2 separate regions of the Sus scrofa genome follow, and region 1 is linked to region 2. The links are chromatin contacts, called in public HiChIP or PLAC-seq maps. All regions are on one chromosome and are shown on one strand. Each heading gives the region's core, a stretch centred on a gene start, on an enhancer-like site or on the middle of the called end of the contact. The rest is flanking DNA. Distances are from core to core; before and after follow the strand shown. Region 1 overlaps AGFG1 (arf-GAP domain and FG repeat-containing protein 1). Region 2 has its middle 23 kb from the start of TM4SF20.

Region 1 (6,532 bases), core at 1,849-4,348, 130 kb before region 2:
TGAAACAAGACAACAGTGCAAGAGGCGGAGAGATGTACTGTGACCACGTAAAAGTTCGTTCCAGTAAAGTGTCTATATAAGGCTATAAGAAAGGATTGGTTGATGAGCTTCCTGTTGGAAATTGTCCTGTCGGTGCACCAGTCTAAAGGAAAACATAAGACAAATAAGCAGACAAATAAGAGTGGTGTGTCGGCAAAATACAAAAATATTACGTTATTTAATTAAATCATATTTAATCACATGTTACTTAGATTAGGAATTATTTTATAATTATTGGCAGTCATGTTTATTCATTATTGTTATTAGCAGCATACTGTAATAAAATTACAGGTATCACGCACTGTGCTGTGCCTTTTATATCCATGATTTCATATAAGTCTCATAACCGATTCTAAGAAGGGACTTGCCCTAAAAAGAAATTACATTTATGATTCAAACCAAATTTCTGACTCCAAGACCCACTGATCACATTGTTTACTAAATCTACAGCCTTGCAGAAAATACTATTTGGACAAGAAAGCAGGTGAGTTTCACAAATAAAATACCTTACTGTCAATGCTTTGCAATCAAATGAGTGCTTTCTTAAGTCAAAAAAGGGTTTGTGCACAATGGCTGCCTCAATTTGTACAAAGTTGTGACATCACATCGCTATAAGACCAAAGAGCATCTAGGAGGAATCACATCCTGATTTTCCCAAAGTGAAAACAATGCAACAACTTTTAAAGTGCTTAAAATTGCACCTCACTTACCATAAAAGGATTACTAGATACTCCAGCAGCTGCAACTTGACCAAAAGGAGTTACCACTGGCTTTGTTTGTCCAAATGCTGCAAAACCTGCACCTTATTAAAACAGAATCTCCAATTATAAACATACCTTTGAGAGACAATCTGGTGCTCATAAAGCTTCATAAAGAGAAAAATACCTACCAGAGCAACAATAAAAACATAAATTAATTAAAAATTAAAAAAAAAAACAAAACCAATGTTAGGAGTCCCCACTGTGGCACAGTGTGTTAAGAATCCAACTGTAGCAGCCTGGGTCGCTGCAGAGAAGCGGGTTCAATCCCCGGCCCTGTGTAGAGAGTTAAAGGATCTGGTGTTGCTGCAGCTGCAGTGAAGGTTGCAGCTGAGTCTCAGATTCATTCCCTGGCTGGGAACTTCCCTATGCCTTGGGTGTGGCCATAAATAAATAAATAATCAATCAATGTTACTATCACCTTGTTGAGTCTCACGTTCTTTCAACTACCAGTCAAATTTCCAATGATATGTCTTAAAGAGCTTACACTGACTCTCCAGAGTCAATGACAAACTCTAATTTGCCTCAACTATGTAAATTGCTGACAAAAGATCTGAGAGATGGATGAGCCTGTGACTTGAGAGGAACTGTGAAGACAATACAGTGTTTTCCATGTGACTATCACAGTATTCCTTAGGAAATATTTCACCTGTATGGCTCTGCCATGGATCATATCTCCAAATTTTTATCTAACCACTCTTTAAAAAAGAAAATATGTAATTGTAACTCAAGAATAATCTTCAAAACTAGGGACTTTAGACTTCGGCAAATCAGCGAAATGAGCAAAAACAACAACAAAAACTGGTCTCAAGTGAATCTTTCTGAAAACATGTAACAAACTCTAAACACAATACAGTTACCTATTTGGAAAATTAATCTATTTCACTCGCAAAAAAACAAAAACAAAAATGTATACAAGATGGAGCGGAAATAACAGTTCTCCAATGCAAAACAAGCAAAAACATTCTAGGTCTATAAAGCATCCTTCTAAAATCAAGAGGCATGCTACAATTCAGAAGTCAAATTAATAAGAAAGACCCTGGAGATTCTGAGAAAGAAGAAGTACTCTTTAGTCTCTGGTTTCTCCTAAATCTGTAATCTGGTTACAAAAACTTACAAAATCACTTAATTTTCTGAGGCCCAAATTACCAATGGCTTTTATATTTCAGCAGTCAACATTCAGTAGATAATGCTATCGCATTCTTTCGGTAAGTCTTTTGGTCCAAACACGTAACATTACGATATATAAGGATACCAAAAGCGGGCTTTCGGCTAGCCAAAGGTTGGATCTTACCATTGGGCTGTTGAGAAAAAGCCGTCTGCTGAGGGAAAGCTGCTTGGGCTGGGAAGGCAGGCTGCTGGAAGCTGCCGCTAAAGCTGGTGGGAAGACTGTAGGGAGCAGGAGTCCCAAACCCTGCAGGCATGCTCATTGATGCAGTGCCAAAGGTCGCTGCTGAGAGGAGGAAGGACAGCTTATCACTTACACACGAAAGAGTAGGTTTTGGTGCTCACACTCAACATTATAGGAATGGATACTTAGAGGAATAGATATTTACCCTAAAAATAATAAGATATATTTTAAATTCCAAAACTAACAAACTTAGTACTAAGTTTTAGTGCCACAGAGTTTAACATAATAAGCTATAAAATTCTGTTCTCCTGAAATCAATAACCAGAATGAAACTAATAAAGATACCGTTTGAAATCATAAGAAAGTTTCTCAAATTACATAAAGTTTGACTCTAAACAGTAGTCTACTTTTAAAGCCAACCACCATGCAATTCATATGTATACTAGTGCATACATTTTTGTTTTAAGTTTCGTTTTGCTATACACAATAACAGTCAAATATTTAATTGTATCTAGTGAATTGTCTGCTATAATGTAATTTAATATATGTATTCCTAGAAGAAATATTTAAAATCTCTGCAAAATAGCTCACGAAAATTAATAGGAGAAATAGGGTTGGAGGGAGGCCCTATGCAGCTTTGTAACCAAAGTCAAGAAAAGGGATTGGGAAGTGGTCCTAATAAAAACACTAACACAACTAAAATGAAAATATATGGACTCCCATTCCTTTTCTGGAAAGTAAATGAAGAGTGCTTTGGATAAGGAGTGTAAGGAAAGTTAGGATTGATGAGTAACAGAAATCAAGGCAAAGCACATAAAAATTAAAAAGAAAGTGAAATAAGCATTCTTAAAAGAGACAATGCAGGGGAATGACACTGTCCAAGGTGGTACTGCTCCACTGCCACATCTAGCCACTATTACTTGAACACAGAATAAAGGCATTCATTCACAGGCTGCGGAAATTCTTGTGTGAACCACAGCTACATATGTGGTTTACTGCCATCACTTCCTCATTTATGAATTACACATTCACATTAAATACATACAGGAGAAGAATATATTGCTTATTGCTAGTGAAGTTTCAAAACAGAACCTTCAACTATATGGTGTAGGAAAGTTCTCAGTGAACTAAGAGCCAATAATGTTGCTTTTAATACAGAATACCAGTAATTACATGTTGAAATATTTTCAGTATGATGCTATAAAAAACCATAATTCCCTGATTTAAAAAAAATACCAACTTGATTGCTGATTAAAGTCACAGAAATTAACACTAAAATTGCTACACAGAATTATCTTTCAATTAAAAAACCTAAAAATCATGTCATAGATGTTGCCCAAAGTTAATTCTCATAATGCTAAATTTAATAACTGTAATTTTCCTCAATGAACCTAATTAGACTATCAAATTTTAAATATTATATTTTATTACTGATAAGAAAAAAGGGGAAATAAGCCACTGGAAAGCAAGAGAATTAAAGAAGAATAAGCACACTGCAAGGGAAACAGGAGGGCTTCAGAACAGACATCAATGCACTGACATAACTTTGACAAATCACTTTTTAAGAAAGCACTAAAAAGCAAAAGTTAAGCAAAACCAAACTCCATGGAAGAATGTGGTAAAATGGTTTGGTACATCGAAAAGGTATATCATTCAAAGTATTATGAATTCAAACTTAAGAAAAATAATTGAAAAAGCTGTTAACATCTACTGTGACCATGGAGGTAAGCAATATGCTTTTCAATATTAAAACACAGATCACTACAAAGGATTTTCATGGAACTTTAAATGTAATGTATTCTCAATGCCACACATCCATGCCCACTCCATTTTAAAAACATGGAAAAAAAACTAATTCCACATGCAGGGATCCAGAACACTAGCAGAAGCTTCCACAAGCAGGTAGACAAATTGCCACACAAATCTAGGTATTAGTTGTGGCCACCTACCAAAATGAGCGTGAGGAAACACTTGAGAATGCATTGCTCCAGAAAGGCCTTATGGAAAGCCATAAAGAGACCAATGTCAATTAACTTATGAGTAACTACTGTCAAAATCAAAGTTAATTTGTTTCATTAAAAAGTTCTGAAATTAGAAAAACTGTTACAAAGTAAGTAGCATAAGAGTACATAATAAAAACACATCCACAAAGACTCTTTATTTCAACTACATTTATGATACTAATCTTTACATTGTTTGAAATAAAGGGAAGGTTAGAGTAATACCAGATAAACAAATATCATATGAAGAAACATTTATGAAATCCATCTTTTAAATAAATTGCTAACTTTTTTATGTGAAGATACAGCTATATCCATAAAAAGACATTCTAGGCCTCATCAGTTATACCCCAAAATGCCATTCATAGGATCATCTATAATGAGCTAGCATCTAAAAAGTCAAATCTCAGGGAAAACATCTGAATAATGTTCAACTGTTTTATTACAATTCCATACTTTAACTAGAAATACGTAAGGATAACTCAAGTGAACTAAAGAATATTACAAGGGGACAATTACTCAAGGCAGTTCATTAGAAAGGTGAGCAGCACATTCAGTTAAAATACGATGGCTAAAAAAGAGAAAGAAAAGGAAAAATACATCTCGTGCAGATCTTACCTGGCATTACTGAGGTCAGAAAGGTTATATACAAATAAATATAATTAGCAGAAAACAAATTTTAGGTTGTTAAGTACTAGAATCACTTTATGTCTGTTTATGTCCCACCTGGAATGGGACTGTTTCTAAAATCCACGTTCATGCACTTTAAATTAGTATCCTTAACCAAATGAATTTGGGGAAACAAGGCAGCTGAGGGATTAGAGGGGTTCTGAGTCTTGGTTCTGTCATTGTTGTGATTACAGGATATCATTTAACTTCTATAAGCCTCAGTTTCCTCATGTGCAAACAGGGGGTGGAAGGGCAGGGATAATAATATCCACTTTACAAAGCTGCTGTGATTAAAAGTGCTACAGAGTAAACCCAACATTTTTTTCCTTGTTAACCTAAAGAAATATTTTTTAGTGTGTCTATATTCAACAAAAGGTTGATTGAGGGGGCAGGGATATGGGATAGACAAGTTTGGCCACTTTGTTGTTTATCTCCTTTCTAAGGGCAAGTCAAAGGCTCTGAGAAATCCTGCATTAATACTGGTTAAACTGTGTCTAACTCAGCATTTACCATATGTATTTGGACACAGAACCTCTTTCCATGAAGTACTGGTAACATGTCAGGAGATAGATTTCACAAAATACACTGGCAAAAACTGACTTTTAGTTAACAGTGATGGTTAACCAACATCTGCAACAATGATGCCTAGTCCTGAGCTGCCATAAAAGTATTTTAGACTTGTTTTAACAGGCTTTTTGAGATATAATTCACATATCATACAATTTGTCCACTGTAGAATTCAGTGTTTTTTAAAAATACTTACCGAGTATACAACCATCATTCAGAATCTAATTTTAGGAGTTCCCATTATGGCTCAGCAGGTTAAGAACCCAACTAGTATCCATGAGGACATGGGTTTGATCCCTGGCCTCGCTCAGTGGGTTACTGATCCGGCACTGCCGTAAGCTGTGGTATAGGTCGTAGACGTCACTTGGATCCTGCAGTGCTGTTGCTGTGGCAGTTCCAATTCAACCCCTAGCCTAGGAAGTTCCAGATGCTGCACACATGGCCCTAAAACAAAACAAAAATAAATCTAATTTTAAGAGTTCTCTTGTGGTGTAGGGGGTTAAGGATCCAGCATTGCCGATGCAGCCACTGGGTTGCTGCTGTGGCACAGGTTCAACCCCTGTCCCAGAAACTTCCGTGTGCCGTGGGCGTGCCCAAAACAAACAAAAAAAATCAATCTAATTTTAGAACATTTTCATTCCCCTGTAACTAAAGGAAATTTCATACCCATCATCAGCTATGTCTCTCCATCTTGCGCCCCTCACTTTTTTGCCTCTATGGATTTGCCCATTCTTTTTTTTTTTTGTCTTTTGAGGGCCATACCCGTGGCATACGGAGGTTCCCAGGCTAGCGGTCGAATTGCAGCTGTAGCCACCAGCCTGCACCACAGCCACAGCAATGCGGGATCTGAGCTGCGTCTGCAACCCACACCAGAGCTCACAGCAACGCCAGACCCTTAACCCACGGGATCAAACCCGTACCCTCCTGGTTACTAGTCAAGTTCATTAACCACTGAGCCATGATGGGAACTCCTGGATTTGCCCATTCTTGATAGATCATGTAAATGGAATCATATATGGCATTCTTCCTTTATTTAGCCTAATTGTTTCCAAGGTTCATCCATGTTGTACCATGTATTAGTACATTATTACTTTTACTTCAAACTAATTCCACTGTATGACTATACCACATTTGGTCTAACCATTCAT
Region 2 (7,284 bases), core at 4,753-7,252:
TTGGCTGAGTTATTTATGGTCCTGAGTAATGCTGGAAAGACCTAACCGCTTTGCACTCAATAATTTCTCCCCAGTAGGCTTTTCGTAAACTTTCTCTTCTTTGGTCCATGGAAGGGGATGAAGAGGGAAGAACCACAGCCCCCAAGAAGAACGCAGATGCATTTTGTCGCCTTAATAAACCCAAAGAAAGGACTCCCCTCCTCTCACCAGAATCCCTCTCCAGCTGCACAGCCTGCAGCAACGAGGAGGTGGGGTCATTTTATGGGAGAGACACATTTGAATGCCCGAGGCCACAAAAATACCAACCTGTAACGAAAGTGGGTCAGTCAGGTAAATGGCTAACACCCCCCCCCGCCCCCGCCGGGAGCGAGCAAGCAGTTGTGAAATTAGTGAGGGTGTTGATGGTTGAGATTTTAGAAGCCGAGACTCATTAGAAGCATCTGATGAGGTGATTAGTCACAGTCACAAGTACCGAGAGCTTTCAGGTCCCCGCACAGCCAGAGGGCCTGGACCTAAGAATCACCTCCTTGGGAGTTCCCATCTGGTTCAGTGGTAACGAACCCGACTAGTATCCATGAGGACGTGGGTTCGATCCCTGACCTCGCTCAGTGGGTTAAGGATCCGGCATTGCCATGAGCTGTGGTAGAGGCCACAGACATGGCTCAGATCTGGCGTTGATGTGGCTGTGGTGTTGGCCAGCAGCTGCAGCTCTGCTTCGACCCCTGGCCTGGGAACCTCCATATGCCACAGGTGCAGCCCCCCCCCCAAAAAAAAACATCGCCTCCACTCCATAGGCTATGCCGGGAATTTGAAAGCTGATAGGCCTCTGAAGCAAATCTCTCAGCAAGGAAATCAGACTCTCCTCTCAGACATCTGAAAGCATCAAACAAGGCCAAGTAAGTGGCCACGAATCTTTGACTCTAGATCAAAGTGAATAATTTTCATTTAAAAATGGTAACCAGGAGTTCCCACTGTGGTGCAGTGGGTTAAGGACTTGGTGTTGTCTCTGTGGCAGAGAGGGTTTGACCCCCAGCCTGGTGCAGTGGGTTAAGGATCTGGTGTTGCTACAGCTGTGGTGTAGGTCACAGCTGCAGCTCGAGGAACTTCCATATGCCATGGGGGGTGGCGGGGCAGCAGGCATTGACCAGAAATAAAAAAATGATAACCAATATGCTGTAGAAAAAAAAAATTTTTTTTTTTGGTTTGTTCGTTTTCAGCATTTAAGGAGGGATTTATATTTTGTTTTTGTTTTATTTATTTATTTATTTATTTATTTATTTATTTATTTATTTATTTTTGTCTTTTTGCCTTATCTAGGGCTGCTTCCTGCGGCATATGGAGGTTCCCAGGCTAGGGGTCTAATTGGAGCTGTAGCCACCGGCCTACGCCACAGCCACAGCAACGTGGGATCCCAGCCGCATCTGCAACCTACACCACAGCTCACAGCAACGCCAGATCCTTAACCCACTGAGCGAGGCCAGGGATCAAACACACAACCTCGTAGTTTCTAGTCGGATTCATTAACCAGTGTGCCACAACAGGAACTCCAAGGAGGGATTTATATTTTGTATAGGTTACTTTTCTAGATGCCATAGAACAATAAAAAGACATATTTGACCCACTCTTAGGCCTGGAGAGCGTTCCCTTAGGGGTGGTATGCAGTGGAGAAGGGCCTAGAAAGAATGAGAAGCACCTCATTTCTTGGGCCTCAGTGCTGACACGTGGCTGGGAGCTGACCAGACCTGCTGCGTGAGATCACCACTTGACCAGCTGCTGTGGTCCTGGCCCGCTGTCAGCTTCAGGCGCAGAACAGGTGTGTCTTCCAGACCTAGCTGATTCCCCTGGCCGCTTAATATGCCCCCTCTGAACCCAGTGACCAAGTGTCCTGTCTTAGAGTATGGCCCATTGGGCCTCCAGCTAGGTTTTCCCCTGGGTTTTAATAATAAAAGACTTCATCTTTTTTTTTTTTTTTTTTTTTTTTTTTTTTGGTCTTTTTGCTTTTTCTAGGGCCGCTCCTGTGGCATATGGAGGTTCCCAGGCTAGGGGTCGAATCGGAGCTGTAGCCGCCGGCCTACACCACAGCCACAGCAACACAGGATCCGAGCCGCTTCTGCGACCTACACTACAGCTCATGGCAACGCCAGATCCTTAACCCACTGAGCAAGGCCAGGGACTGAACCCACAATCTCATGGTTCCTAGTCGGATTCGTTAACCACTGCGGCACGATGGAAACACCAAAAGTCTTCTTCTTAAAGAATTCTATTCCCTTGTTTTCAAGATTGAGGCCCTTCTCTCCATGTCAAAAGGATACGCCTAAAAGCCATAACTTAGGAATGATGAACTGAACACACAAAGGGACAGGAAACATCCCATGCGAGGCTCCAGAGTCCCTGAAAGGTGTCCAGACTGGTCACAAGTTCAGCCACATTTCTGTTTTGGGGGGCTTCTGTTTTTGTTTCTGGCCGGGCCTGCCGCATGCCGAAGTTTCCGGGCCAGGGATCAAACCCGCGCCACAGCAGTAGCCAGAGCCACAACAGGGACGATGCCAGATCCTTCACCTGCTGAGCCACCAGGGCACTCCCACATGTCTGCTAAAGCAATGCAAACCAAAAGCAAACACCTTATGTGGGCTAGCCTCAGGGCTCTCCTTGGACCAACCACGTTGGTATATTCAGTGTATTTTAGTTTATATTTCCTATACTGCTTTCCAAATCATCTGAATTTAGAAATCAGAAGACCGTCTCTGCTAATTTATCCAGAGACCCCCTCTAGAAAGATTAAGACTCTCCTTCCATTGAGAGGATCCAGGTGCCTGGGGGAAAAGGGCGGGAATGTGGAAGTTTCGCTGCTGTGCTCACATTTGACTTTTTGAATTCTGTGTCATGTCTATACCTTACCTACTTAAAAATAAGTGGTTTTTTGTTTGTTTGTTTTTGTTTTTTTACTGCACATGAAGAAAGAGCTGTCATATTTATTTTGTCATGAAGTCACTCCCCCACCGCTTTTCCTCCAAAGATATCCTCCCAAGGCCTGAGGTGATGAATTCAACTTTTCCTGACAGGAAAGGCAGAGTCTGAAAATTATGCCTGATGGAGAGAAGGAGGAATCCTGGCAACAGACGTGGTGCTGACAGACAAAGAAAAGCACGTCTGACGGGATTTGGACGAGTCACCACGGCGGGGCTAGAAGAGAAAGCGAAACGTGTTTAGAATGAGCCCTTCCTTCTTAGTGGCCATTTACTCAACTCATCCATGTGCCTTTGAGTCGTGGCCCCTCCAGTCTCCAGCCTCATCCGAGTGTGGAATCTTTTTTTTTTTTCATTTCTTCCAACTGATGGACGAAAACATCGAGGTGCACTTTGGGTTGGAAACCCAGTGCTGTCAGGCTGCGTTTTTCACTGCTCTGTTCCCGGTACCCCCGGGGTGACCTGTGAATCCCGCAGTCCCAGAAAATTGTAAGCTGGAGTGATGCGACAGGACGTGGGGGGAAGGAGCTGCAGCAGAACAGCCGTGGTAACAGGTGGACGGAGGAGAGAGAGGCGCGCTTTCATCGGATGGTTTGTTGGAAGTGGGCAGGGTTTAGGTACGAGGTCACGGCCAACACGCTGTTTTTGCTGCGCCCTTTGATCCTTTCTGGAAGGCGAGCCCCAGGCTGCCAATGACACACCCTAAACTTGAACATGCAGCCCTGACTCAGAAGGGGCAGCCAGGGGCGGGGCCTCATGGGGACTTTGTGATGGCACCGCTCATGGTAGGACAGAGGGATTTTCACAGGGAGGGTTCATGGTGTTACCATCTAAAGGGTGGTATCCGTGTAAGGGGAAGCGGGTTGGTTTACGAAACAGATGTCGCCTGCTTCTCATCGCCTCAGATCCTGATTTTTTTCAAGAGATCCTAGCCAAGCAGACCAGGACGTGAAGAAGCCCCATGAGATAAAACAGGCTGTTGCGGCAGGGATCTGAAGTAGCCGTGATTCTCCCACAACAGTGCCTGGCTGTACAGGATCTAGAGGAGTCATGCTTTGCTTCTGGTTAAATAGGATCAGGGATGGCCCCACATAAGACCGAGCAGGTGCGGTTCGCTGTGTGGAATAAACTGCAAAATCAGTTGAATGTGAACAGGCCAGGCCAGAGACCTTCTCTAGGGCAAAGACCAAACCCTTCCATCATCCCCTTCCAGTTGGTGGAAGGTCGTTGCCGTCCCCACTCTCCAGTAAGCAGTCAGATCAACTGGAGCCAGATGGCATCTCTAAAAATGTGGCCTGCAGCCATGCTTGGGAGTTGAATGTGTGACTCGCATTCCCTCTCAGCATAAGAATACATAATGTAACCTAATTAGAAGCTTTTGTGCAGCCAAGGAAACCATGGACAAAGTGAAAAGACAACCTACTGAATGGGAGAAAATATTTGCAAATGATACAACCGATAAGGGGTCAATATCAAAAATATACAAGTACCTTATACAGCTCCATGTCAACAAAACAAACAACTCAATTCAAAAATGGGCAGAGGACCGGAAGAGACAGTTTTCCCAAGAAGACATGCAGGTGGCCAATGGGCATATGAATAGATGCTTGACACCGCTAATTATTAGAGAAATGCAAATCAAAACCACAGTGAGATATCACTTCACACCTGTCAGAATGGCCGTCATCAAAAAAGACCACAAATAACACACGTTGATGAGGATGTGGAGAAAAAAGGAACCCTTGTCCGTTGTTGGGGCGAATGTAAACTGGTGCAGCCACTATGGAAAACAGTTTGAAGATTCCTCAAAAAACTAAAAATAGAGTTACCATATGACCCAGCAATTCCACTCCTGGCTATATATCCAAAGAAAAGGAAACACAGATTCCAAAAGATACATGCACTCCAATGTTCACAGAAAGCATTATTTATAATTGCCAAGATACAGAAGCAATCTAAGTGTCTATCAACAGACAAATGCATAAGGATGATGTCACACACACACATACACACACACAATGGAATACCACTCAGCCAGAAAAGGATGAAATTTTGCCATTTGCAACAACATGAATGGACTTAGAGGGTATTATGTTCAGGGAAATCAGTCAGAAGAAGATAAGTATTGTATGTTATCCCCTATATGTGGAATCTAAACTATACAACAAACTGGCAAATATAACAGCTAAGAAACAGACTCCCACATATTGAGAACAAAGTAGTGGTTACCAGTGGGCAGGGGGGAAGAGGGCGGAGTAAGATAGGGATGGGAATTAAGAGGTCCAAACTCCATCCTATAAAATAAAGAAGCTACAGGGATATATTGTACAGCACAGGGGATAGAGCCATTATTTGATAAATGGAGTAGAATCTATAAAAATATCGAATCATTCTGTTGCTTACCTTAAACTTACATAATATTGCAAGGCAACTATACCCCCCCCCCAAAAAAAGTAAATAGTGCTGGTTGGGACTGACCCAGAGAAAAAAGAAACCAGAAGATGGAAACCCTGAATGTGCCTGAGGTTACTGATTGGGGTCCTATCAGAAAATCAGCTGAAGAAGGGCAGAGCCAGCTGTCTGAGGCAGGGCTGCATTTGAACCCTCAAATTGTGCCTGGCACATGGCAAGTTCATGGTGTTTTCCTCAAATGCATGAGAGGCTTTCTCAGAATAAGGTTTCTGTGATCAGAACCTTCTGCAGCAGAGGAGTTCCCGCTGTGGCATAATGTGATCAGCGGTGTCTCTGGAGCTCTGGTTCCCCAGACCAGCTGCAGTGGGTTAAGGTCCAGCGTCGCCACAGCTGCAGCATAGTCAAAACTGCAGCTCGTATTGGATCCCTAGCCTGGGAACACCATTAAGAAAATAAAGAAATACATAAAGACCACGGCAGATTCCCTGCCATGGTGAAATCTTTTTTCTGATCCCGCAGAGGTCACGTCTTGATGACACCATCATCTAGCCTAGATGGCTGCACAGACGGCACTGGGGTTTCAAACACTAGGATGAAAATTCTTCCCAGCTCCTCACAGCTGACTTTATGTCTGAGCCCCTTTGATTACCTTTGGGGCCAATCTTGCCCCTCCCAAGCCCATTTTATCATCCCTTTAAGGTCCTGGAGTTAGTCAGCAGTCCCGCAGAGGGTGACTTCTGAGCACACAGCGCCCTCTTGTGTCTAATGACATAGTTTCCAACAGCCGCTAAGGCGCAGCCCAGGGAAGCCTTTTGAAGGCTCTGACGCAGAAGGCCTTGCTGTTAAGGCCGAGGGAGAACAAACATGCCCCGTGGCCCCAATGTCCAGAAAAGTCCAAAATATCCTGAATATGGTACTAACCACTCAACTCAGAGCTTTGAAAATTAAAACAAAAATCAGCCACAATAAAAATCCAAATTCAAGAGCTCACAGACAGAAAATCTTACCTTCTAACAGAGCTGGGCATAGCCATAAGCTGAACTAGTCTATGAAGCAGAAGCATGAAGATATCTTCCTGGAGTTCTCCTTGTGGCTCAGTGGTAATGAACCCAACTAGCACCCATGAGGACAAGGGTTCAATCCCTGGCCTCACTCAGTGGGTTAAGGAGCCGGCACTGCTGTGAGCTTTGGTGTGGTTCACACACGCGGCTTGGACCCTGTGTTACTGTGGCTGTGGTGTAGGCCAGCAGCTGTGGTGCCGATTCAACCCCTAGCCTGGGAACTTCCATTTGCCTCGGAACACACATTCTATCACTCCACCCCCCTATACAGGTGCATCTCACCTTCAGAAAATTGCAGATGGGCCTGGCTGTGAACTAAACAGTGCCCCTGAAGGTGTGCAGTGCACAACCTGAACATCCTTAGGAAGCAGCCTTGATGAAATACCTTCTTCACAAAAGAGCATGAAGGTTCAGCCTCTGTCTTTATGATTATTATTTTTTTTCTTTTTGGTCATGCCCATGGCATGCGGAAATTTCTGGGCCAGGGGCCAAACCCACACTACCTCAGTGGACAAGGTCAGGTCCTTAACCTACTGAGCCACCAGGGAACTCTGAGGCTCTGCTTTAAAACCAGGTTTTGCTCACTCTTCAGCACATTTGAGAAATCAGTCAGGCTTGTGCTTTCCTATCTCTCCTTTCAGATTCTTGTCCCACCGTACTTGCCTTCTCCACCCACCATCATGCCTTCTCCATCCTTGTCTTTCAAGGTACACCCTGCTTTTACAGGCACAGTGCCTGACCTCAGATGAGCCAAGTTCCCCGGGCACACTTACAGACCATGCTAGTGGCCAGCAGGAAGAGGAGGTGTTGGGGGCAGCATGGCATTTCCAATAGCCCTTTCTACA

Evidence for each region. HiChIP or PLAC-seq counts read pairs in DNA pulled down with a chosen protein or histone mark.
Region 1: a contact with region 2 is called in an H3K27ac HiChIP or PLAC-seq map of alveolar macrophages. The contact joins two enhancer-like sites. A contact is called at or near these places in 1 of 47 Hi-C or Micro-C datasets (embryonic fibroblasts) and 1 of 2 datasets of contacts at active chromatin or transcription factors (alveolar macrophages).

What each region holds. Positions count from the first base shown.
Region 1 is chr15:128,966,872-128,973,403 of Sscrofa11.1, reverse strand. AGFG1 (arf-GAP domain and FG repeat-containing protein 1) reads right to left here. Exons shown (of 15, transcript XM_021075860.1): 12 at 4,098-4,145; 13 at 2,092-2,250; 14 at 750-841; 15 at 1-142. The coding sequence ends at 83. Among named protein-coding and RNA genes, the nearest start is that of AGFG1, 71 kb to the right of the region's middle. Within about 2 kb of position 3,098, at least 1 of the 83 cell types and tissues checked has an H3K27ac peak or open chromatin away from gene starts, as enhancers often do. A contact at or near this core is called in alveolar macrophages, where this site is marked.
Region 2 is chr15:128,834,044-128,841,327 of Sscrofa11.1, reverse strand. No RefSeq gene overlaps it. Among named protein-coding and RNA genes, the nearest start is that of TM4SF20, 23 kb to the right of the region's middle. Within about 2 kb of position 6,002, at least 14 of the 83 cell types and tissues checked have an H3K27ac peak or open chromatin away from gene starts, as enhancers often do. A contact at or near this core is called in alveolar macrophages, where this site is marked.